Linked DNA regions of Zea mays: region 2 is linked to region 1. The links are chromatin contacts, called in public Hi-C maps. All regions are on one chromosome and are shown on one strand. Each heading gives the region's core, a stretch centred on a gene start, on an enhancer-like site or on the middle of the called end of the contact. The rest is flanking DNA. Distances are from core to core; before and after follow the strand shown. Region 1 holds the start of LOC100192864. Region 2 holds the start of LOC100501657.

Region 1 (3,412 bases), core at 513-3,012:
TATTTAGATACAATAATACTCGAGAGTAAAGCGTTAGAGAAGATCGAATATAAGCATATTGTATAAAATTTTCTTTAAAATCCACCAAAAGAACGATGTTATTCAGATAAAATAGATATGTTTCTTTAGATATTCTATTATAATATAAATTACTGTAACTTGTAGATTGTTTGTACTGTTTTTAATAAAAAAAATATAGATTACAGTGTTTTAGATTTGGCACTGAGCCTCAAATTTCTCAGATCCAGACCTGCTTAGATACTTTATGATATTGGTCATTTGTATGAGTTGTACTTGTACATACCCTAAACAGCAACTAATTACACACATGACTCTTTTCTGTATAAATATAAAATAAGTAAAATGCAGTCCTACTAGTATACCATTAGCATTAGCCACCAGGTCGCGGTAAATGAGGGGGCGAGCAGAGGAGAAGGCTCGCGGAAGGCGCCACACGTCAAGACACGCCGCGCCTGCCGTCTCGTCGACTGGTCCGCCCCGCCACCATCGTTCGTCACGCGACGCGACCGCACTTTCCTCTCCCCGATCCTCCAGTCCCAACCGGCCAACCCGACTCCTCCTCCTCCTCCTCGCCTATAGATACCCAGCCCCCGTCTCCTCCTCGTCTCCGCTACCAGCCCGACCCACCACCACCATCGCCACCATTACCCTCTCGCCCCTGCCTCTCCGGCCGACCCCGTCCCATGCCGCAGCGCGCAGCGGCCGCACTGACACACCAGTGAGCGAGCAGAGCGAGGCCTGATGCGGCAGCGGCAGCAAGGCGAGGAGCACCGGGAGATATTCGTCCAGTGGAGACCCTGCGACAAGAAGAGGTCTTAGGCCCTCCGCCGCCACGCGCACCGGCAGACAAAATCCGCGCAGGCCTTCTTCCGACCCGCAAAGGCGCCGCCTTTTTCGCCGATTCCACAGGCCGGAGCCCGGGGAGAAAGACAGACAGACAGACCGGAAGATGAGCGCATCCGTGGGCCGGACCCGCGTGGGGCGGTACGAGCTCGGCCGGACCCTCGGCGAAGGCACCTTCGCCAAGGTCAAGTTCGCCAGGAACGTCGAGACCGGAGAGAATGTCGCCATCAAGATCCTCGACAAGGAGAAGGTCCTCAAGCACAAGATGATCGCCCAGGTAAAAAGCATGACATGCCATGCCGTCCCATCCCATCCCATCCATCCCCTGTCTCGGTCTCCCCCGTCCTCTGTTCCTGCTCCGTTACGTGTTTCCTGTTCCATTCAGTTCCTTCTTTTCTCCTCTCAAGAAAATTAGAGCCAGGACGAAGAAACTCTCTATTGTTTTCTTATCAGAGACTAGAATTTAGAGCCAGGACAAAATCAAACTCTCTCTCTCTCTCTCTCTCTCTCTCTCTCTCTCTCTCTCTCATGCGTTTGCTCCTCCATTCATGGACCATCACTCGTTCAATGAGTTGTAACAGGCGACGTGCGCTCTCGCGTCTTTTTTCCTGTTCATCACGTGCTTTTCATCACCCCTGTTGATTTTTATGGATCTTCGGACGGAAAACACCTCTGCAAGTCCGGCGAAACTTAAATCCACGCTCCTTTCCGTCACTCCACATCATACACACGGGCGCACTTCTCTTCGCTGTTAAGCAAGTCGCGTTGCGTCCGAATTTGTCTTCTTTCAGAAAAGGAAAAAAAACTTTTTTTCTAGAGCCGCCACCGTGCGGAAAAATCAAATCGGTTGTCTGAAAATTAAGTGGGAACGCGCCACATCGCTGGACCACCGGTAAGAGTTAATACGGTCGGCGGCGAGCTTTGACGGTAGCAGACGGGCGACCACGGGCGTCTCGTTTCGTCGTCGTCTCGCCCGCCTTCCGTTGGAACGTGTGCGTCGCTGTTTGGTTGGGACGGTCAGCCTTGTCGTCCCAGTCCGGGCCAGGCCAGTTGATGATTTTCTTGACGCGCTCGCGCTGTTGTTGTTTTTTTCTGCAGATCAAGCGAGAGATCTCGACCATGAAGCTCATCAGGCACCCCAACGTCATCCGGATGTATGAGGTATGCGTTTTTCCCTGCATTAATCCTGTGTACGAGCTGATGGACAGATGGAAACTATATACGAGAGCAGAGTAAAAAAAAGGGTTTTTTTTCAGGCTTGTGCAACCTGAAACTATACACAAAATGACCCTAATCTGAATGATCTGTTCTTCCTCCCATTAAGAGATAAATATAGTTCTCTGAATCGGCAACGAACTGATTGATGATAAACGTTGGACCACACCAAACTATGCCTTTGGCCGATCTTTTCAAAAAGAGAGAACTACGCTTTCTAAGTACCACTGATTGTCTGTTGCTCGACGACTTCTACCTTTTGTCCCCCTCTCTCGCGTCCCTGTCCACTCCTGTGCGTGTCTGTCTGCCCATTTATGTGCTCCCCTCTCGTGATCGTGAAGGTGATGGCCAGCAAGACAAAGATATACATCGTCATGGAGCTCGTCACCGGTGGCGAACTCTTCGACAAAATCGTGAGCGTCATGTCCTCTATCACCCTTGTCCGAATCACTGCACTCAGCTCCTCTCCTAGCATGTGATGAATGAATTTGCGCCCGCCCTGTGGACTAGGCCTCGCGTGGAAGGCTGAAAGAGGATGACGCAAGGAAGTACTTCCAGCAGCTGATCAACGCTGTCGATTACTGCCATAGCCGAGGCGTCTACCACCGCGATCTCAAGGTGAGTAGTACTGCTTACCAATCAGTTTTATATGGACAAGCGTGCAGGTTCAGCAGGAAACTGTGTTTGATCTCTCTGTGTGTGTGTGTGTTTTCCCCTTTCTTTCTTTCAGCCTGAAAATCTCCTGCTTGATGCTAGCGGCACGCTCAAGGTTTCGGATTTTGGACTGAGCGCACTATCTCAACAAGTCCGAGTAAGTAAACTCCCCCCCCCCCCCCCCCCCCCTCTCTTTTTTGGATAAACATGCGCATAAAAAAAATACTAATGCCGTGAAACAGTCTGTGCCTGAACCTAACAAATGGAACATTTTCTAATCAGCTGATGGTTTTTCAATACCCTTTTGTTAACGTGCAGGAGGATGGTCTGCTGCACACAACCTGTGGAACTCCCAACTATGTTGCTCCCGAGGTGCTGACCACGGCTACGCTTTTAATTACGTTCTTATTCCCACTCAGTGAAGTATCTTGTTCTCATTGTCCAGTGCTCTTGCGTCTACAGGTTATAAACAATAAGGGCTATGATGGAGCTAAGGCTGATCTGTGGTCATGTGGAGTGATTCTCTTTGTCCTCATGGCGGGGTACCTCCCATTTGAAGATTCGAACCTGATGTCGCTCTACAAGAAGGTTTGACAGTCTCTACCATGACAAGAGCTCAAGAAGCGCAAGGCTTTCCTTCTTTTTTCCCTTAATGGTTGCTTGACACTTGGTCTGATTT
Region 2 (3,618 bases), core at 891-3,390, 260 kb before region 1:
ACTGCGCCACGGCCAGGTTGGACACCCAGTTGGCGGTGGCCGCCGCGCCGCCACACACGCCGCGGTACCGCAGCGGGTAGATCTCCGAGTTGACGATCCACGGCACCGTGCCCATGCCGGGGGAGAAGAAGATGATGTAGAGCGCCAGGCCCAGCAGCGCCAGCCAGCCGTACCGGCTCGGGCACCCGCGGGTGTACCACAGCCGGCCCTCGCCGTGGCACGCGTCGCGCACCGTGTTGTTGGACACCAGGCACGCGCCCGGGAGGAGCCTGCCGGCGCCCGACGCGCAGAAGCCGCACTCGCTCGAACCCGCGGCCGCCTTGAGGCACCGGGTGCAGTCCCAGGACGCCCCGCCGCTGGCCGGCGACGACGGGCGGTAGGACGGACACGTCAGCGAGGCGTCGAAGCGAGCGGTCTCGGTGGCGCTCACGGCCGGGGAGTGGGACGCGGTCTCGTGGAACACGGCCGTGAGCACGCCGAGCGAGAGGATGACGCCCACGAGGCTGATGACCAGCAGCTTCCTCCGCCCCGTGCGGTCGATGAAGTAGATGCTGACGACGGAGCCGAGCGCGTTGAGGCCCGAGGTGACGAGCGACAGCGCCAGCGCCGTCTGGTTGGACGCGAACCCAGCCAGCTGCACGATCGTCGGGCTGTAGTACATCACCGTGTTGATGCCCACCAGCTGCTGGAACACCTGCAGCCCCACGCCGGCCACCAGCCCCCGGCGCACCGTCGCCGTCCGCACCAGCGCCACCAGGCTCAGCTTCTCCGACGACCCACGCTCCGCCGCCACCGACTCCTTCAGCTCCTCGATCTCCCGCTCCACCTCCTCCGCCGAGTAGATCCGCCGCAGGATCGCCTCTGCTTCTTCCGCCCTCCCCTGTTTCATTCCAGTTCGTCGTAGGCTCGTAGCCAACCAAAAAAAAAATGGACAGAAGAAAAGAAGAGTAGGCGAATTGGATGGATGGATACCTGTCTGTAGAGCCAGCGCGGGGATTCAGGCAGTGCGAGCATGAGGCCGAACTGGACGACGGCGGGGAGCGCGGCGACGCCGAGCATCCACCTCCACGTCCCCGGCGCCTTGGTGAAGGCGAGGTTGATGAGGTAGGCCAGGAACTGGCCGCCGGTGATGAGGAAGCCGTTGGTGCTGACGAGCGCGCCGCGGATCCTGGCGGGCGACGCCTCGGAGATGTAGAGCGGGGAGGTCATGGAGGCCATGCCGACGCCGAGGCCGACGAAGACGCGGCCCACCACGAGCTGCGCGGGGCGCGTGGCCGACGCCATCACCGCCGCGCCCGCGAAGAAGAGGGAGTCGGCCACCAGGATCGACGCCCGCCGCCCGAACCGGTCCGTGGTCCACCCGCCGATGGCCGCGCCGATGATCGCGCCGGCCACCGCCATGCTCACGATCATTTCCTGCATGGCATGGCGCGGTCATCAGTCAGCGTTGTTTGTTGTTTCTCGGCGCCCATCGGACGAGACTGATCCTTTTCCTTGTTGTTCTTTTGGCTCTTCTTACCTGAAGCCATGTGTTCCTGTCCACTGAAACGAAGTCGTCGCGGATGTAGAGCAGAGCTCCCGAAATGACACCTGCAGCACTCATCACACGCACGCACAGACACGGAAGCGGAGCTCACGTCACTGGTCACTTGCTCACTAATAACACGTACGATATCGTCGAACACTTTTCCAGCTAGCAGACGCTAACAGGAAATTAAACACAGTTCGGTCACCAATAGCTAGCTAGCCATATCATCTAGCTGGACACGATCATCATCCGAACTCCTATAGGGCCCATCTTTCTTTGAGCTGGATATGGCGGGTGAAGAAATGGAACTACACTACAGTGACACACAGCACAGGCAGGAAGAAGGACGCGCACGCAGTCGCAACGCACCGGTGTCGTAGCCGAAGAGCAGGCCGCCGATGCCGGCGGAGAAGGCGAGGCGGAGGACGTAGGGGTTCCTCCACGAGAGGGAGAAGCACTCCTTGAAGGTGGAGCCGTCGAACTCGTGCGCGCCGCCTTCCATGGCTGCTAGTGCTAGCTGACGACGGCACCTCGCTCGCTTCTCGTCCCTCCCGGCTCCGGCGGTCCCCCCACCCACCTTATCCTTTGGTTCTTGGACTGCTCAATCAGCTGAGCTCCCAATCAGGGCTTCGAGTTTAGACTGGTATGCGCGTGTTGTATATACTACGTGGAGCATCGTCTGTCTTGTTGCGTGTGGATTGTTACAGAGAGAGGCTGATAAAACGAGAAGATTCCGGGGCCGCCGAATTGACTCCAAGTGCGCGTGCTGTCGACTTGCAGCTTTGACTGCGCGCGCGCGTGAGCGATGGTGACGCTCTGATGATGATTAGAGGGAAAATAACAGCCACCGATCGGTATTACTGCTGTAATAGAGTAGTCCACTGTATATTAATCGGAGAAGGCATCTCATATTTGCTGCCGCCCCCCGCCCAAGCAATTCCGGGCAGAAGTGTGAGTACTTTAGGCTGCACCTGTTCCCTGGCAGAGTACATTAGCCTGCACTGCACCTTTTCAATTTTATCATTAGACCATCGACGATACAATATGTATTGATTTTTTTTTTAAAAAAAATCTCGTTTGAAGTCTGTTGTGTTAACATAATAGGAGAATTCAGATTAGTCCTCTAGTCTCTCCCAGCCTCCCAGGTAAGCAAATAGTTTCTTGTCCACGGCTATTCGTACCAAAATGCGAAGCAGGATCACGGAAAAGGCGCGGGCCAAACAAAGCGGGCGGGCAGTCGGGCATACCCTCGAAGGCTGGGTGCTCTTGCTTGCCGAACATCGCGAAGCATGCAGTCCAAGTGTGTGGCCCGGGCAGCCTGTGACACTCGTGTGGTGCCAAAGTGAGCGTGGTGACTGACTGGTTCCCACCGTTCCCTGCCTAGTGCTAGTGTCTACCAATTTGGATTCCAAATCCATATCGTTCGCATCATCCATCCCTCCCTTTCAAGATGATGAAGAGCTACTAATAATTCTTTATCCACTCCCTCCATTCTAAATTCTAAGACGTTGTTTTGGTATCATTTAGATATGTAGCTTTTGCTTATTTGCCATTAGATCTGCATGGATCAAGATGACTAGGCAAGTTCTCTGTTGTTTATTTAAGTGAGTTCTCGGATTGCTAAGTGGACTCAGTAAAGATCCTAGAAACTTAACATACATATATGTCCCAAAGTCCAATAAACGAATACAAGAAGAAAATATTACTAGGGCTTCATGTTCTCCCTGGCCTGGAAGATACGCAGAGAACTGAAGTTTCACTCTGCTGGAACCTTATCCAAGTACCTTTCTACTCCTATATCGTCCCCCCTCCAGAGAGACCATTTGTCAGTAAGCTACAGGTGGACCGGCCGGGCTAGTACAATCCCGGCCCGTCTCCACGTACTCCAGACAGATTCTTCTGTCGCGTTTGCGTGGTGCGCTCCATCAAAGCTAAAGCAAGCGAAGGGACCTGTTGTCCATGCATGCATGGGCATGGCCGCTGAACCGAAGATTGTATGGATCAATGGATGGATGGGGGAAGAAGGGAGAGCACAGCTGCATGTGCGCTCTATATGGTACAGTATAGTGGTAGGTATCAACCTGCTTTTT

What was found. Hi-C and Micro-C count contacts between places; a contact is called where the count stands out from the background.
Region 2: a contact with region 1 is called in a Hi-C map of ear, with 3 times the contacts expected there. The contact joins the promoter of LOC100501657 here to the promoter of LOC100192864 in region 1. A contact is called at or near these places in 13 of 25 Hi-C or Micro-C datasets (bundle sheath, ear, endosperm and 4 more) and 1 of 3 datasets of contacts at active chromatin or transcription factors (leaf).

The regions. Positions count from the first base shown.
Region 1 is chr7:5,313,465-5,316,876 of Zm-B73-REFERENCE-NAM-5.0, reverse strand. LOC100192864 reads left to right here and starts at 1,762. Exons shown (of 14, transcript NM_001138053.1): 1 at 1,762-1,856; 2 at 1,963-2,025; 3 at 2,421-2,492; 4 at 2,590-2,697; 5 at 2,810-2,890; 6 at 3,052-3,105; 7 at 3,196-3,321. The coding sequence starts at 1,984.
Region 2 is chr7:5,572,493-5,576,110 of Zm-B73-REFERENCE-NAM-5.0, reverse strand. It overlaps LOC100501657, which reads right to left and starts at 2,140. Exons shown (of 4, transcript NM_001323549.1): 1 at 1,898-2,140; 2 at 1,520-1,590; 3 at 973-1,416; 4 at 1-880. The coding sequence starts at 2,030.